2 separate regions of the Gossypium hirsutum genome follow, and region 1 is linked to region 2. Evidence: chromatin contacts called from public Hi-C data. All regions are on one chromosome and are shown on one strand. The core of a region is the stretch at or near the end of the contact, and the rest is flanking DNA. Distances in the headings are between cores, read along the strand shown. Region 1 holds the start of LOC107892248 (serine/threonine-protein kinase STY13). Region 2 overlaps LOC107892249.

Region 1 (3,645 bases), core at 941-3,440, 41 kb after region 2:
TGGGCACTACTTGTGGCAATGCGTGAAGCAACTATTTAAAGCAAAAAATACAACTTCATAAAGTAACTTTCAATTCAACTTGATCTACTCGAATCTTATCAAATTAAATATCCTTAATGCAAAGACACAAAAGATTGAGATAAACCTTCGTAAAGTTAACCCATATATTATTGGATTACATATCCCAATATATAAAGTAATCAGATCACAAAAAATACTTGAAACTTAGTCTTGTTTTGTCCAATCCCTTCTCCAACTATACTAATGCACAAAATCTTTAAAAATATACTTTGATCAAACATGCTAACAAATAAAGAAAGATATACAACTTGAGCCGTGTCAAGTGCAATGGTTAGGACTTCTAAAAATTGCCTCAACAATTATCATTATCTTAAAATATTTATCTTTAAAAAAATGTTAATTACATATTTATATGTAGTATTTAAGGTTTTGTTAGTATGATGGGATTTTTTTGAAAAAAAAATTATGAATAATAATATGTAATTATTAAACTAATGCATTTTAAATACTTATTTTTAAAAAAATTCAAAATAAAAAAATGCAATTATCATTTTTTTAAAAAGTGTATGTAATATTTTATTTCTTATAATATATTTTTGAAGAAATAGTGTACTAAAAGTATCATGTAATGCCAATGAATGGTTTTACGATAAATTTAGATATTTTAAGCTTACATTATAGAGTTGATTAATTTTAAGGTTGGAATAAAATTCAATAATTTTGTTCATCAATCTTACTATAAGTTCTAAAAATATTTTTTTTTATTTTTTTTACATAATACTTAGAACTATCCATAGTTCCTCTCCAACCTATAAATAGGAAGATAATACGATTTAGCGCACTTAAACCTACGTCCTCCTTCATTAACTCGAAAATCTAATATTAAGATTTATAATATTATTGAAAGTTTATCTTAGCTAATTGGATTTGGATGGGGTAGTTGTTATTTTCAATCATAATATAAGCTTCCAATTAAAGTCAAGTCTTCCAATATCTTTTCTTTTATTTAAGCTAAGATTAGGGGAAATATTGAAGTCAAAAAAGTAAATATCACTTTACAATCTAAATAAATCTTTTCACCTTTCTTAACATATTTTTTTTTACTATTCATCAGGCACTTTCCATGTAGATTGTTTAAAATTTTTTTTATTTCAGTTAAAATATACTATAAATTCTTATATTATTCGTGTATTTGAAATTTAACATTTCTATTTTTCATATTTTGAAATCCAAATTTAATTATTAACAGAAAGAAAATTATTTTAATAATTAAATTTACATTTTTAAATTCGAAAAATTTGATTAAATTCTAAATATTCATATATTATAAAAACTTGGAATATATTTGAATTTTTTAATTTTATAAATAGGGAAAGCGATAACATTATAAAAATTAGGGAAATAGAGGAGCTGAACCCTGTAATCATTCAACAAATGGGAATTTGACACGTTATCATAATAAGGGTAAATCAGGAAAGCCGAGGGAAACAGTACGATCAAATGAGGACGTGGCAGCTAATTATTTCATGACGTAGTCAAAGGTCAAGATGTCGGTGAGATATTATTATAAAGAAAGTCAACGGTCTTATGTTTCATTAATTAAAGTTAATTAATCACCGAAGGACGTAATAAAATATAAATTTAATAAGGTCGGCTTTATTGCGAATTTTTTTATGCTACATTTAAAAAAAAAATTCTAAGGAATTATGAAAAATTATTTAGCTAAATCTTATTAGGATTTTTTTGCCACCTTATCCTACAACAATTTTAAAAAATACCAAATTAAAATATATATATATATATCTAACACATGAAATCCATCAATTAATTAAATAAAAATATATTATAAAATAATAAATTGATTAATTTAGAGAAAATTATAATGTGAATATAATATTATTATTAAACAATAAATTAATTTATTATGTTCGCTTTTTTATTATTATAAACACTCTAAATGAATAATAACATGAAATATCGACATTAAATAAAACAAAAAAATGGTGTTATTATTATTGAAAGAAAAAAACAATGAAAAAGGACGAAAGAAGCAATAAAATCACTGTTGTTTCTGACAAAGATTCACCAAGAAAAAACACAAGAAACCAATGAAAATAAAAATTCTTTTTTCAACTTTTTTATTTTCTTTTTTTCTTATAAAGAGAAGAAGAAGAAAAAGAGTATCCATTACAATGTACCGTGTGGAAAACAACCATCTTTGTCTTTCTCAAAAACCAGTAACCACTTCCCATCCGCCATATTTCATGAGCAAAACTCCCTTCACAATCAAGCCTCCCCCATTAAATGCTTTTTCCTTTTTCCCTTTATATATTTCTATTGCTTACTAACCTCACTTTCCCATTATTTTCTTTTAAAAAACTTTCCTGTGTCAGAGCTTGCTGGTTGCTTCATTACAGAAGGGTCTTTGTGCTTTTTTTTTAATTAATTTGTTTTTGTTGGTGGAAAAACATGTGGGTCTTTATTCTTTGCTTCCCATTAAAGAGCAGTTCTTGATGGTTTTTTGGATCTGTAATCCGTGATTTTTGGGTATGGGTTTATGTTTTGTATATACTTTAATGTAGGCAAAGGCATGTCTTTGGTGACTTCCATTTTTTTTCACCTATGAAAAGTTGTGGCTTTTAAAACCCTTTTTTCTGTTTACTTCAAATGTGGGATTTTTCGATTAAATTCATGTTTTGAGAAAGGTGGATTCCAAAAGATGGGATCTAAAAATGGGTTTTTTTCAACTCAAGATTTCAGTATAGATGCTAAGTGGTTGATCGATCCTCGGCAGCTTTTTGTTGGTCCCAAGATTGGAGAAGGTGCTCATGCTAAAGTTTATGAAGGAAAGTAAGTCTAAAAATTCTAATTAATTGAATTCAATTCAAGCTCCTCCTTTTGGACCTCAATTTAGCTCTCTCTTTTTCTAAGTGTACTTTTTAATCCATTGGATGCATTTAGATATAAAAATCAGACAGTTGCCATTAAAGTTGTTAGAAGAGGGGAAACCCCTGAAGAGATTGCAAGAAGAGAAGGAAGGTTTGCTAGGGAAGTTGCTATGTTATCCAGAGTTCAACATAAAAATCTAGTGAAGGTTACTTTGAATAAATTATATATATTATACCATTGATTCTTGTTGCTTAGTTTTGTTATGTTCCTTGTATTTGTTCATATGAATACCTGTAAATCATGAAGTTTTATCATGTTTGTGTAGTTTATTGGAGCTTGCAAGGAACCTATCATGGTGATTGTAACCGAGCTTCTACTAGGCGGTACGTTACGTAAATACCTTCTTAATATGCGGCCAAAGTGTTTGGACATGCGTGTTGTGATTGGATTCGCACTCGACATTGCTCGTGCAATGGAATGCTTACACTCTCATGGGATCATTCATCGGGACCTTAAACCGGGTATGACTATATGTCTATATAACCTTTCTTGGTGTGCTTATATAAGTAGCATTCTTTGAAAAGTTTGGCAATTTTTACTTATGAAAAGGGTAGTAAGCTTTTTAATGATTTGGTAGTGATGAATTTGTGTTCCGTATTTGTTAAACTGCTAGTGAAGGCGCGATTCCGAGCAGGGCCCAAGCTAAACATTATATGTTGTGGGAGGCCATAGTGA
Region 2 (3,620 bases), core at 394-2,893:
AATGAAAAAGAGAAAAGTGAAGAGCCAAGAGAAGTGTGTGGAAAGACTGGGATGTGCAAATTGACAAGCTGGGTAGAATCATGGGAGCAACATCACGTTCTTACAGCAGCAGCCGTGGTTGGAGTTGTTGCAACCATTGCGGTGGCTTATAGCCATTATAGAAGGTCAGGCTGAAGTAATCCTTGTAATCCAATGTCTCACTGTTTGCTTGTGTGTTGTATACCCCTTTTTTTGGTCCCTGAGGCAAAATAGTTAGTAAAATAATCCTCCAAACCACAAACTTGTTTGGGAGATTGATACTATAGTCACTTTTTACTATACAGGGATTTGAAGTACCAAACTTTAGCTGGTGTAGGGATGAAATATTACCCCCACTGGTTTTTTCCAGTTGATATCTGCTCAAAGTTAGATATTTCATTATATGTATGACTTTGTTTTTATTAACATTATACGAATGGAGTTTGAGTGCTTCATCTTGACACAATAGTCCTGGTTTTTGTGGAGATATTGTTTTCTTTCAATGATTTGCAGAAGAGTCTCTTTCAACAGGTTATAAGAGAGTCTTGTTTCTCTTACTGGAGGGTCGTGTAATGAAGCTCTTATTTCAGTATTTTTTTTCCCGTAGTGATGGCAATGGATGGTAAAAATCGATATCCAACATTATTTGATTTGATTTTTGTGGATTTGGATGTTAATTTTAATATCCATGGTGGATTCTCTTATATATCTTATATTTGAATTGCTGCGGTTTTGGTTTGGATAGTGTTGGAAATCCGAATTCATGTAAAGTGCAGATAACCTGTTTGAATTAATTGCCTTTGCATTCACCGATGTTAGAAAATCAGGTTAAGCAGCACCAAATACCAGTATTTAATTACAGAGATTTCAATTACCCTTTGAGTGAGCCTGAAATCTATAGGCTAAAGAGTTATCATCCTAAAGACCAACCTCAGTGTTGAACCTGTAACTTTCTCTCCATCTTGCTTCGCCATCATAATATGCTCTACAATGTCATGCTTTGATTGTTTACTTGTTGTCGACGCGTAATCTGAGTAATCCTGCTGAAGAATTAACAGCTTTCGAGCTGTATTCTAAGCTCTCCAGGTTCCAGCTACTGTGAGTTGAAGCAGCCTTGGCATTACACCTTCCATCAATATACTACATCTCCAGCATATACGGAGGATTCTGATGACATGCTCTTTGCACTTGTGGTGAACCCTCTTCCACTGCTTCCGCTAGAACCCTAATTGCTCCACCAGTCCCTTCTTGGATCCTCTGACGAAGAAACAATGTTTTCTAGTAGTGCCATTGCTTTCTGTCAGCTTAGATGACTTTTCACCTTTTCGGAACAATGGATAAGTTGAAGCAAGCTATATATTACACCAGAAGAAGCCATTTTGATGTAATTATCTGACGACAAATTGACAGATTCCAAAGTGTAGCTATTGCATCTATAATTGCTTGCATGCTAAAGCTACTAATATTGTTTGGATCATCATTTACCAGGTTCAGGATTTCTACAATGAAGCAATTACCAGCTTGTTAGCTGTGGAAGATGGCAAGATCAACATCGCAGCGATCATAAGTTGGGTCAGTTCTGGATTTTGGCATCGAAAAAGGTCCAACAATGCAGCAGGTATGACACCAGCTTCTTCCACTGCCGGAGGCAATAGAGAAGCTTCAATGGCTTCATCATCTTGTGACTGAAGCATTGAGATCAATGGTGAAATAATCCCTGTTGTTTCACCCAATCTATGCTATTGCTTGCTGCTTAACTTACCGAGTCGAATAGTAGCTCGAATCTGCAGTTCTTTGTCCAGAAATAGAGTTAAAAAATCATGATTAAAAAAAGGTAAAAGTAAAAAATTAATTAACGGACATGGAAAAATTTTCACTAAAAATGTATTAAATGCTAACCTGTTTAGGGTATGCATAATAATTATGTGGATATTAAAGATTGCTTAAGAAAATGAAAAGTAAATAGTAATTATAATTGAGATTGAGATATATTTTGGGTTTTCTATTATTTTCAAGATATAATGGTCGATTAGGTTATTGATTTTGGAATATTCATGCATATTAAATTGAGATTTACTTTTTCTATTTTCCTACAACAAACTACCCATGTTTTTCATTTCATTATGTACCTAATATAGGTTTTTTTATATAAATATACTTTAAATTTTTTCATATCTATATGTGTATACTATACTATTAGGTATTAGGCAAACTTTGGTATGATGGAAAGCGTATTTTTTTTTGGAAATTTAATTAGTTGGGTAGTGATTTCAACATTTAGTATGTCAAATTTTATTTATTTTAATTGGAATCTAATTTTTTGTTAAAAATTACTTTTTCATAAACATGTTGTGATTCCCATGGTAAAAGGTAAGAATGTTACTTTCTCATGTAGATTAGAAATTTAAAAATTATCAAAACGAAATTAATCTTATTTTATATTAGTTTAGGGTATTAGTATATAAACGAAGATGAAGCTATTGCCTCCTTCCTACTACTTGATTTTCTCTACAACGGATTCTTCAAAACTAAGTTTTTTTTTTCTCTAATTTTATTTTGAGTAAATTACATTCAAGGTCGCTAAATTATTAGTAAGTTTATATTTTGGTCACTCAATTTTAAAATATACAAAATCGTTGTTGTATGGGCTTCTCTGTTCGTATCACCTACAACAGTCAAAAGCTTTCCTCCTTATCTTTTATAGTTAGTTTCTTTTCATGAAACAACTTTGAATGTCACGAATCTACAACTAAAATTTGAATAACTTTTTTCTTCGATCTCAGATATTAATCATCAGATCGAGTTATATCTAAGTTATGTTCTTCTACTTGTCGATGGGAATCGATCTGTCGTACTAATCGTAGAATCGTAGCTTGGAGTATGCTAGTTGAACTTCTTTAAAAATAAACTTAACAACCTAGTGACTTAACAAAAAGCTTTTGTATAGTTTAGTGGCTTAGATGAAAATTTTTGAATAGTTTAATGACTATTTTGTAACTTTTTGAAGTTGAATGACCTAAATGTAAACTTACTAATAGTTTAGTGACCTTAGATGTAGTTTACCCTTTTATTTTTATATGTGTATTTAATATATATTATATGGTTTACATACTATATTTTTTTCTATTATTTTTTTCTTTTAGTATATTAATTGAAAATTCAATTTTATTATAGTATTTATGAATCCAGAAAAAAGAAAAAAAATTTAAGGTTTAAGTTTGGCTCTAAGACTAATTTGACCATAATCTTTTTGCATGATTTACCTTTCAATTATGGTTTGTTGTATATGATTAAGAATTTTATTGAAATAATTTTCGAGAATGAGCAAATGATTGACAACTTATTTAAAAGTGGAATAGATAACACAAGAGCTCAATCAAATCCTAAAGCAGTTATGTATTATATTCAAGTAAAATATCCAACATAAATTATGTTACATTGGAGCTTTGAAGAAAAATGTAAAAATTATCAATTAAATTTTAATACTAAATATGTATTTCAAATATGTGTTAAGAATTAAGTTTATTATAAAAACTAAATACATTAATATTATATTTCATTTAATAATGGTAAATTCATAAATCATCATTATATTTTTAGGA

Evidence for each region. A called contact is a pair of places that touch in the nucleus more often than the background predicts.
Region 1: a contact with region 2 is called in a Hi-C map of leaf, with 5 times the contacts expected there. The contact joins the promoter of LOC107892248 here to the enhancer-like site in region 2. A contact is called at or near these places in 14 of 34 Hi-C or Micro-C datasets (anther, callus, cotyledon and 4 more).

The regions. Positions count from the first base shown.
Region 1 is chrD09:9,776,320-9,779,964 of Gossypium_hirsutum_v2.1, forward strand. LOC107892248 (serine/threonine-protein kinase STY13) reads left to right here and starts at 2,191. Exons shown (of 6, transcript XM_016817272.2): 1 at 2,191-2,871; 2 at 2,983-3,115; 3 at 3,236-3,428. The coding sequence starts at 2,741.
Region 2 is chrD09:9,735,513-9,739,132 of Gossypium_hirsutum_v2.1, forward strand. It overlaps LOC107892249, which reads left to right. Exons shown (of 5, transcript XM_016817273.2): 5 at 1-484. The coding sequence ends at 174. Among protein-coding and RNA genes, the nearest start is that of LOC121221441, 4.2 kb to the right of the region's middle. Within about 2 kb of position 1,644, at least 4 of the 9 cell types and tissues checked have an H3K27ac peak or open chromatin away from gene starts, as enhancers often do. A contact at or near this core is called in cotyledon and fibers, where this site is marked.